Regions from separate parts of the Mus musculus genome. Here region 1 is linked to region 2. Evidence: chromatin contacts called from public HiChIP or PLAC-seq data. All regions are on one chromosome and are shown on one strand. Each heading gives the region's core, a stretch centred on a gene start, on an enhancer-like site or on the middle of the called end of the contact. The rest is flanking DNA. Distances are from core to core; before and after follow the strand shown. Region 1 holds the start of S1pr5 (sphingosine-1-phosphate receptor 5). Region 2 holds the start of Shfl (shiftless antiviral inhibitor of ribosomal frameshifting).

What was found. HiChIP or PLAC-seq counts read pairs in DNA pulled down with a chosen protein or histone mark.
Region 1: a contact with region 2 is called in an H3K4me3 HiChIP or PLAC-seq map of stem cell-derived neural progenitor cells, with 6 times the contacts expected there. The contact joins the promoter of S1pr5 here to the promoter of Shfl in region 2. A contact is called at or near these places in 2 of 39 promoter capture datasets (hippocampal neurons and liver), 2 of 484 Hi-C or Micro-C datasets (embryonic stem cells and liver), 2 of 115 datasets of contacts at active chromatin or transcription factors (embryonic stem cells and stem cell-derived neural progenitor cells) and 3 of 9 other capture datasets (adipose tissue, liver and pancreatic islet).

The regions. Positions count from the first base shown.
Region 1 is chr9:21,245,999-21,250,683 of GRCm38.p6, forward strand. S1pr5 (sphingosine-1-phosphate receptor 5) reads right to left here and starts at 2,445. Exons shown (of 3, transcript NM_053190.2): 1 at 2,395-2,445; 2 at 79-235.
Region 2 is chr9:20,866,502-20,871,069 of GRCm38.p6, forward strand. Shfl (shiftless antiviral inhibitor of ribosomal frameshifting) reads left to right here and starts at 2,141. Exons shown (of 8, transcript NM_175687.2): 1 at 2,141-2,435; 2 at 2,829-2,952; 3 at 3,103-3,152. The coding sequence starts at 2,415.

The sequences.
Region 1 (4,685 bases), core at 1,195-3,694, 380 kb after region 2:
CCCCCCCCCCAAAAAAAAAAAGGAAGAAAGAAAGAAAGAAAGAAAGAAAGAAAGAAAGGAAAGAAAGGAAGAACTAACCTCCTGTAACCGGCACTCCAGAAGCAGACACAGGAGAGCGGCTATTGGAAATCTGGGGGGAGTAAGCTGGGCATTTGGTGTACACCGGTTCCCCAGCAATTGCCAGCGGAGGATCAGGACTTCAAGGTTATCGTTCTCTACACAGTAAGTTCGAGGCCTGTGTCAAGATTAAATAAAATAAAAAGGAACTATTGTAACACAAAAGCAGAGGCACATCCAGATGCATGCCCACTCATAAACAAAGGAGAATTCCAAAAATCATTGCTACACAGACAACCACAGATAGGGACACTAAATAAGGAAGGGGTTCCACATGGACAGGACACAGACACACTGGCCTGGCTGGGGACCTGTAGCTCAGCGAAAGCCTAACATGCTCAGGTGGCCTGAGCTCCAGAGCCAGCATTGGCTTCCTCCCCCTCCCAAACATGCAGATTCAGTGACAGAAGCCACCACAGGGGCTCAGCCCTGAGAATGGTCTCACACCCAGTAGCACAATTTCACAACCTCCACCCACAACCAGCCTGGGGCCCAGGGCCCCATATTGCACATGAGAAACACATGGGCTTTTCCTTGGTTTTTTTTTTTTTTTTTTTTTTTTTTTAATGTTGCTGGGTGGTGGTGGTGGCAGTGGTGAGGCACACCTTTTTTTTTTTTTTAATTAGGTATTTTCTTCATTTACATTTCCAATGCTATCCCAAAGTCCCCCATACCCTCCCCCCCACTCTCCTACACCCCCACTCCCACTTCTTGGCCTTGGCGTTCCCCTGTACTGAGGCATATAAAGTTTGCAAGACCAAGGGGCCTCTCTTTCCGCTGATGGCCGACTAGGCCATCTTCTGATACATATGCAGCTAGAGACACGAGCTCCAGGGGAACTGGTTAGTTCATATTGTTGTTCCACCTATAGGGTTGCAGACCCCTTTAGCTCCTTGGATACTTTCTCTAGCTGCTCCATTGGGGGCCCTGTGATCCATCCAATAGCTGACTGTGGGCATCCACTTCTGTGTTTGCTAGGCCCCAGCATAGCCTCACAAGAGACAGCTATATCAGGGTCCTTTCAGCAAAATCTTGCTAGTGTATGCAATGGTGTCAGCGTTTGGGAGGCACACCTTTAATCCCAACACTTGGGAGGCAGAGGCAGGTGGATCTCTGTGAATTAGAGGCCAGCCTGGTCTACAGAGTGAGTTCCAGGGTAGCCAGGGCCACTCACAGAAACCCTGTCTTGAAAAACAAAGCACAAAACAAACAAACCAACAACAACAAAAAAAGAAAAGTTATTTCCTCCAAGCGCCAGTGAGAATGTTGATCCTGGTCACTGCACATTCAGAGGACCTCAGTAGAGACACACATGTCATTAAATCACAGTGACTCTTCTAAAAGCCACTTACCCTTTAATCCTCTCAGCAATTCCTCCCTCAGTCCCAATTTACAGATAAACAAAAACAGGTTCCTAAAAAAATACCTTGAGAGGCTGGTGAGATGGCCAGTGGGAAGGCTGGCGAGATGGAACCCACACAGTGTAAAGAGAGAGCCAACCTCGCAAGCTGTCTTCAGACCTCCACATTTGTGATGTTTGTGGCATGCATACATCCACAGTCCCACCCATCCACCAACACACATACACACACACACACACACACACACACACACACACGTAAATCAGATTTTAAAATAAATTGTTTTGAGACAGTCTTCGTATGCAGCCTGCTGGCCTGGGTCTAGATAGACCAGGCTGACCTGAAACTTACAGAGCTCCAACTGCTTCTGCCTCCCAAGTGTTGGGATTAAAGGCACACATACATCACCATGCCCTGAAATTTTTTACAACAAGAAATGCCCTTCATAGAAGCCTTGGAAAAGACAGGCCCGGGACACAGATCTCTCAATACCTGGAAGGCAAAGGGACAAAGAGGTCCCAGACAGTTTCTGAGGAGCACAAACAGACTTAGAAGTACTGGGCCACTTTGAGTGCTGGAGAGGCATCAAATACAGATACAGGTTAAACAGCTTTCTCTGCTCGGTTCACTCGGGAGAGGGTAGGACTTTTGTACCAACACCTCCAATGACCTGACATGCCTGGAAATGATATTAGGAAAAGTTTGAAGGAGCCCAGCCAGGCTGAGCTGGAGGGTTCCTGGGGTCCTCACTCCCCTTCAGGCCTACAAGTACCCTTGGAGTTTTCAGTTTTCTCTGCTGGGGGTCCCATAAAGGATCTAGAAACCCCAGCAAGGAGCGCTGTGCATTTCCAGCCGTCAATTGCTCCAAGGAGCCGAGTCCCACTTCCCGCAAGTTCCCCTAGTGCTGGACACTCACCCTTGCGCCTGGGTCCGGTCGTGTGCCCTAGGCGGTGCGCCTGGGAACACTGGACGGCTGCAATGGGGGCGGGGCTGGAAGTGGCAAGCCTAAGGGCGGGCCCGCGACGCCAAGTGTCGGCGAACGCCCGCATTTTCCCCCTCCTTCTCCCAGCCCGGGGTTGCCAGCCTGTGCCACCCGCCGCGGCACCGGAGAGCGCCTCAGCGGCGACTGGTACCAGCAAGTCCTAGCTTCTCCCTCGGGTCCCTCCCGGGGACACTCGGGGTGGGAGGGCCCAGAATCGCAGGAAAGAGAGGGTTTTTCTAGGTGAATCACTCTTCTACTCCAGATAAGGGGTCCTGTCTGTCCTCTGATGTCTGGACCCCTGAGCCTGCATTCCAAAGACAACTCAATGGCGCAGCACATGGGCAGCACAATTTAAGAGATACTTTTAGTGGGCGCGACTGCTGGAGTCTTCTGGTCCTCACCGGGTGGGGACAAGTCTCCTCTGGACAGCAGCACAGAGCCCTTCTCTACTTTCTGAGGGACAAGAGAGAGGAGGGGCAGGTACGAGAGGGATAGTGTAGGTGGAGGGAACTTCCAGGTCCCCAAATAAGTAGGATCTGACTCCTCCCGCCCAAAGGCTTCTCTGTCTCCGCCCCACTTCTTTCAACCTTTAGGGTCGAAATCATGAAATATAGCACTTGTGTTTATGGTGTCAGGGATTTGAGGCTGTCTTGGGCACAGATTATGGCCAATAAACACTTCTGAATGAATAAGGTAGTAAATGACAAATGGATATCTACTCGCTATGTCTCTCTCCCCTAGGGTCTCATTTAAAATTTCTTTCTTTCCTTCTTGTTTTTGTTTTTGTTTTTTTTCGAGACACGATTTCTCTGTGTAGTCTTGGCTGTCCTGGTACTCAGCTCCGTAGCTGGCCTCAAAGATCTGCCTGCCTCTGCCTCCTGAATGCTAGGATTAAAGGCATGTGCTACCAGTCCTGGCTTTAAATTGCTCTTAAAATCATGCTTATTTATGTATTTGTATGTGTGCATGCGTGTGTGTACTATGTCATATGTAGGGAAATCAGACAACAACTTGTCGAAGTTGCTTTTCTCCCCCACACCCCATGTGGGTCCCCAGAATTGAACTCTGATCACAATATGATCCATTTTTCTGGCTTCTCTCAGATCCTCTTGGTATCTGTTTCTCCCTGTGTCTTTGTGTGTGTGTGTCTCTTCCACACTGTCTGTGTCGCTCTTCTACACCTCTCTCAGGCCACTCCTCCAGCAGATCAGACTCAGCTGGCACTACCCACCCCGCCCCTCCCCCGCCTGCCCCTTTAATTCCCAAGAGATTCCTGCTAGGGCCCAGCTCTTCCAACCTCAGACCTGTGCCCACAGTCCGGTTTCTGGTGTCTCTTTGAATGACCTTCCTGGGGACTATGCCCTTTGCCCAGGGTCATTCAGCCCCAGCTAACCGGCTGGGGGAGGGGGCAGGGTGAGAGGTGAGTACATATTAGAAGTAGCATGGAGAAGTCATAAGGAGTGAGTCTAGAGTTGTTGCCGGAATGTCTCAGGCTAGGTCACACCTCCGTTGAACCCTTTGGGAGAGCTCTCTAATGTAGCCCCCTGTGGGATCCCCATGGCTGCAGCCAGACCCAGCTGTTCCAGTAGGCAGAACCGCTCCTACTAGTTTTAACCAATAGAAACCATGCGCCCGACAGCATAGCCAATGGGATGTATGGGTCAGGCCTTAGGTGCTTGGCTCCTCACAACTCAAAGACCAGGCATTAGGGGTGTGTGTGTGTGTGTGTGTGTGTGTGCCTGAGAAATGAATCCCTGCCGCGCCTAGTAACAGTAGGCGCTTGACAAATGGTCTTCTGTATCAAAGGGGAAGCAGTGTGGGAGGTGGCTGCTTCACACCTCCCAGGCGACAATATCACCTCCTGTGAGCCCTGTCAAGCACGGTGGGACTCTTCCGGCTCTCTGGTGGTCATAGGTCCCAGGCCCAGAGCCCTCCAGTCCTGCAGAAATCTTGCTTTCTTTTCCATAGACTGGGACTTAGGCTGCAGCGACCTGGACTGATGTCAGGCGTTACACTGACCACCTATGCTTCTGCCCCTAGTTTTCACCTCACAGCTGGAGCCAACACTTGTTGCCACTGGAATTGGCCTCTGTCCTGCTCTGAAGGCAGCCATGGGTCCCTAAGTCTCTTAGGCTAAGTAGTGCACTCATTCCCACATCTTGATATCTACCCACTCTAACCCTGTCAGTCTGTCCTGCCTCCTTACTCTTGAGAGATGAAACCTT
Region 2 (4,568 bases), core at 891-3,390:
AGCCAAGGCTGACCTTGAACTGACCCTCCTGCTTCTATCTCCCAAATGCTGGAACTGCAGGCACATGCCACCATGCCACCAGGTTATGAGGTGCTAGGGAGTAAAAATGGGGCCAAGTGCCCCAACAACTAAGCTACAGCCCAGCCCTGATTTTTACTACTTTTTTTATTTTTCCTTTTTTGGTTTTTGGTTTTTCAAGACAGAGTCTCTCTGTGTAGTCTTGGCCATCCTAGAACTCACTTTGTAGATCAAGGTGGCCTCAAACTCACAGAAATCCACCTGCCTCCGGAGTGCTGGGATTAAAAGTGTGCACCAGCACCACCTGGCTCTGGGTTTTACTTTTGATTGGCACGTGTCTGCACATTTTTGGGCACTACAGTGAGACTTTTTGCCACCAGTGATCATGAAATAATGATAGAAACGGCATACTAGCCTGGCCAGCACAGCAGAGTTCTTCCTGTGGCTCTGCAGGGTCTCTTCTAGCTATTTTGAAACAGTCAGGCTGTTCCTGACCCAGTCAGCTCAATGGAATTTACTCTTGCATTCAAATTGTAACACTGTAACCCTTGACCAGGCGCTTTCCACCTTCCCACCTCTGCCCTGCCCCTCTCTGCTTCTCCAACAGTTTCTTTAGTCTCCACTGACTGAATGAGATCTTAGGCAGCTTGACATAATGCCCTCCAGCCTTATACCTGTTGCAGTAAGTAATGAGGCTTCTTCTTTCTTATGGGTGAGTAATATTCCATGGTGTGTCCACGCTGCATTTTCTTTATCCATTCACCTATTAATGGACATCGCGTGAACAATACAGCAATGCACACAGGCGCAAGTATCCGGCACTCATTAACAAGCTGGTTTCCTTTCCTACAGGCATTTTCCCCAATAGTTGACAGATCTTATGCTCATTGTATTCTGTGAGGAACTTCTATCCCACTTTCCATAACAGCTATAGTATTTCAATATAACTTATTGATGACTATCCATTTGGAGGTGTTCCTTTCAGGCTTGCGTAGAGACCAGGGCCCGATGCTCACATGATTCTCGGCTTTAGATTTACAATGTGGATTCCTTGGAGCCAGAAGTCTACAAGGGTGTAAGGGGCCAGGAGTTGGCTTTTCTTCACATTTTTACTCTGCTTCCAACCAGCATGACACTTCAAAGGTCACCTGGTGACTGATGCAATATCTATGTCCCACATTGTGCTAAGTGACATTAATCCCCCTGGAAAACCAAACACGGTGGCTCACAGCTGTAATCTCAGTGCTACAGAGCGAAGGCTGGAGGACCACCATACCATACGTTTAAGGACAGCCACGGCTATACAATGAGACCCCCAGCATTCAGAAGGTGGAAGCAGGAGGATGGTGAGTTCAAAGTCATCCTCAGCTACATAGAAAGTTCCAGAGTAACCTGGACCATAAGGGCCACCATTGAAACTATGGGGCCTGGGAAAGAGGCTGAAGGGGAGGGTAGATCAGTTTCCATTTCCCCCTCTCTGGCTTTGGTCTCCGGTTCACTGTTAAACCACCTTATCTGCACCTGTGGCATCCACCTTTGGTGGTGGTGGGAGCCAGATCACCCAGCAAAGATTTCTGTGCTCCTGGATCATAGTGAGACCCAAGCTCTGTACCGAAAGGGGCAAGGCAGAGGTTCACTGGGAAGAAGGTATTTAAACGGGGTGAAAAAGCCCAGGCCTCTTAGATTCTGGGGCCCATTCTCTGGAGAAGTCTGTAAAACTTGCTAAAAAAAAAATAATAAAAAAAATAAAAAATCTTTCATTTCATTTTGTCCTAGGATGTTCCCCTCCCCCCCCCCCTTTTTCTTTTTTTCTTTTTTGAAACTGGGTCACACATAGTCTAGGACATCCTTGAACTCCTGATCTTTTTGCATCCACCTTCCAACTGCTGGAGTGACAGGTGTGTGTCACCATGCCTATCTTGCATGCCCATTTTACAGAGGAGGAAACTGAGGCTGAGAGTGTGGGAATTAGAGAGAGAAGCCGTGGGAGTTAGAACTGCTGAGCATAGCAAAACGCCACGGTGGTCCGAAGACGCTTCGGGTTCTGCATAGGAGGAGCAGCGAGGGAGCACCGAACTGTGGTGCGGCTCCGCCCCCAAGGGGGACGTGAAGACGCGGACCCCGCGCAGCGTGGGGACATGTGACCGACTGCAGAGGCCGCGCTGCTGCGCAGGACGCGGTGAGGCGCGCTCGGAGGCCCGGGAGCACCACCCGGGAGCACTACAGGGCGCGTGAGCAGACGCGTGGCCGCAAGGCCTGCGCGGGGTCTCCTCAGGGTCCCCAGCTTTACGTAGAAACGAAACTGAAAGAGGGGCCCGAGGGAGGCGGAGCTGCGGCGACGCCACCCAGGCTTGCGAGGCCCGGACCCAGGCGCAGCCAGGTGTGCTCCGGCCACCATGGCTCAGGATGGCGTGGAGGTAGGACAGCCGCGCCACCGGCGGCGCGGAAAGGGCTCCCGGGAACACCCCTGCCCCCTGGGCTGTTTCCCTCCTCTATCCCTGGGCACAGTGGGGCTGTAGGGTCAGAGGTCAGAAGGAAAGGGGGTAACCTGGCCTGCATCCCGCCACACACACACACACACACACACACACCGCCAGACCCCAAATTCGCACCGGGGAGGCTGGGACGCGCCGCAGTCTCCACCATCCCCCAATGCCTGGAGAACTTCGGATTTTTCCAGGAAATGGCTTAAAGGGGGGGGGGGATGGGGATGCGGAGGCCAGAAGCCAGGGTCAAGTTCAGGAGAATGAAGGTGCGGGGGCTGCTCCCCGTCGCCGGCGACATCAGAGCTTATCCCCCCTCTATCCTAGTTGGAGAAGAGCGTCAGGCGCCTCCGGGAGAAGTTTCATGGGAAAGTGTCCCCCAAGAAGGCAGGGGCTCTTATGAGGAAGTTTGGCAGCGACCACACCGGAGTTGGGCGCTCTATCGTGTATGGTGAGTCAGCCCTGGTGGGGGGGACACTGAGTGGGTGTGGTTTCAGAATTGCTGTAGCGCTTTAGCGACCCTGGCTCCGTTTAACCGGAGGCTCTCCACCGCCTGGAACTCCTACACCCTTCAAGAGCCCCTCCCATGTTCTCCCACTAGGTGTCAAGCAGAAAGACGGACAGGAGCTGAGCAACGACCTGGACGCTCAGGTAACCTCCCCCTGTCCCCAAAGGAAGGGGGATTCCCATTCTCTTGTCAGAAGGAACAATCAGTGAGTGCTCCCCTTACCATCTAGGGTCCTTTCCTTTCTCAAGCAGCCTTCAAACAGTAGGTGCTCATTACATGCTGATTACCTCAAATGGAAGAGACAGGACAGTAGGATAAGGAGACTGAATGTCGAAGAAAACTCAAGGCAACCCTTTCTTGCATAAGAAGAAAGTCTGAGCTGGGCAGATCCTGGGAAGAAAGACGCCTGGACAGGAGGGATGAAGGAATCAAGGCAATATGGTTGTTTTGCTCCTCGGCTTCTGTTTGCTTGAAAGACATAGCAGAGTTTTTGTTTTGTGTAAGACAGAGTCTTTACATAGCTCAGCCCTGGACTTCCCTGAAATTCACTAGATAGGCCAGGCTGGCTTTGAACTCACAGAGATCCACTTGCCTCTGCTTACCAAGAGCAGGGGATCAAGGCGTGTACCACCTTGCTGGGCATCTAAAAGAATCCTACCAATGATATTCTTTTGCTTTAGGTCTATAAACAATATGATAAGATAATAATAATAATAGCAGGAAGTCGCCTTCATGGAGAGCACGAGTGAGGCAGATCTCCAGGCCTTGGTTCATGTCCTACCCCTCCTCAGGGTCCCAGGAGGCAATCCAATTGCACAGGAACCCAGCCCGGGGACACGACACTCACCAGGTTCCAGAGACCAGCAGTTGACTTCAGGGAATCAGACTCTAGCCACTTGGAACGAAGCCTGGGCTCTGAGAGGCCCCTCTGTGAAGACCGCCATCCCTCATCAGGGAGCAACTGAGCAGCCAATTAGGCTTGCAGCTAGCTGCTTGCAAGCCCCAAAGCCCAGAGCTTTGTAGTGTGGCCAGGGGACAGAGAGATGGCTTAGCAGTTAAGAGCACTTGCTGCTCACATAGGATCCCAGCTCCAAAATGGGACCGCTCACAACCACTCCAAGTTCCAAGGGGTCTGACACCCTCTTCTGGCGTCCATGGGCACTGCACATGTATACATGCACATGGGAAGAGACACACATAGACATTTTTAAACGTTTTAGTGTTTAAAACCATGTGGCATCTGAGGCCAGTTGTCACATGTGTGGCCTCTGCGAGGTCATGCAGGGCTCTGGGTTCCATGGGCTATGATCACTGAGTGAATCCAGATTCTGGGCCATCTAGGAAATGAAAATAGCAAATGTATCCAGTTCTCAAGGACTTTGGGGACATTGTGCTTTTGTCTGTTTTTACAGTACTGGGGATTGAACTTGGGACTCCATAGTAGACAAGGGTTCTAATGCTAAGCCACGCCCCCAGCCTTCTCTAGTTACATGCAATCCTCCTGTGTCACCAGACCCAGCTCCAGTAACTAACTGGAAAGCTCTCAACACAGGCAATAA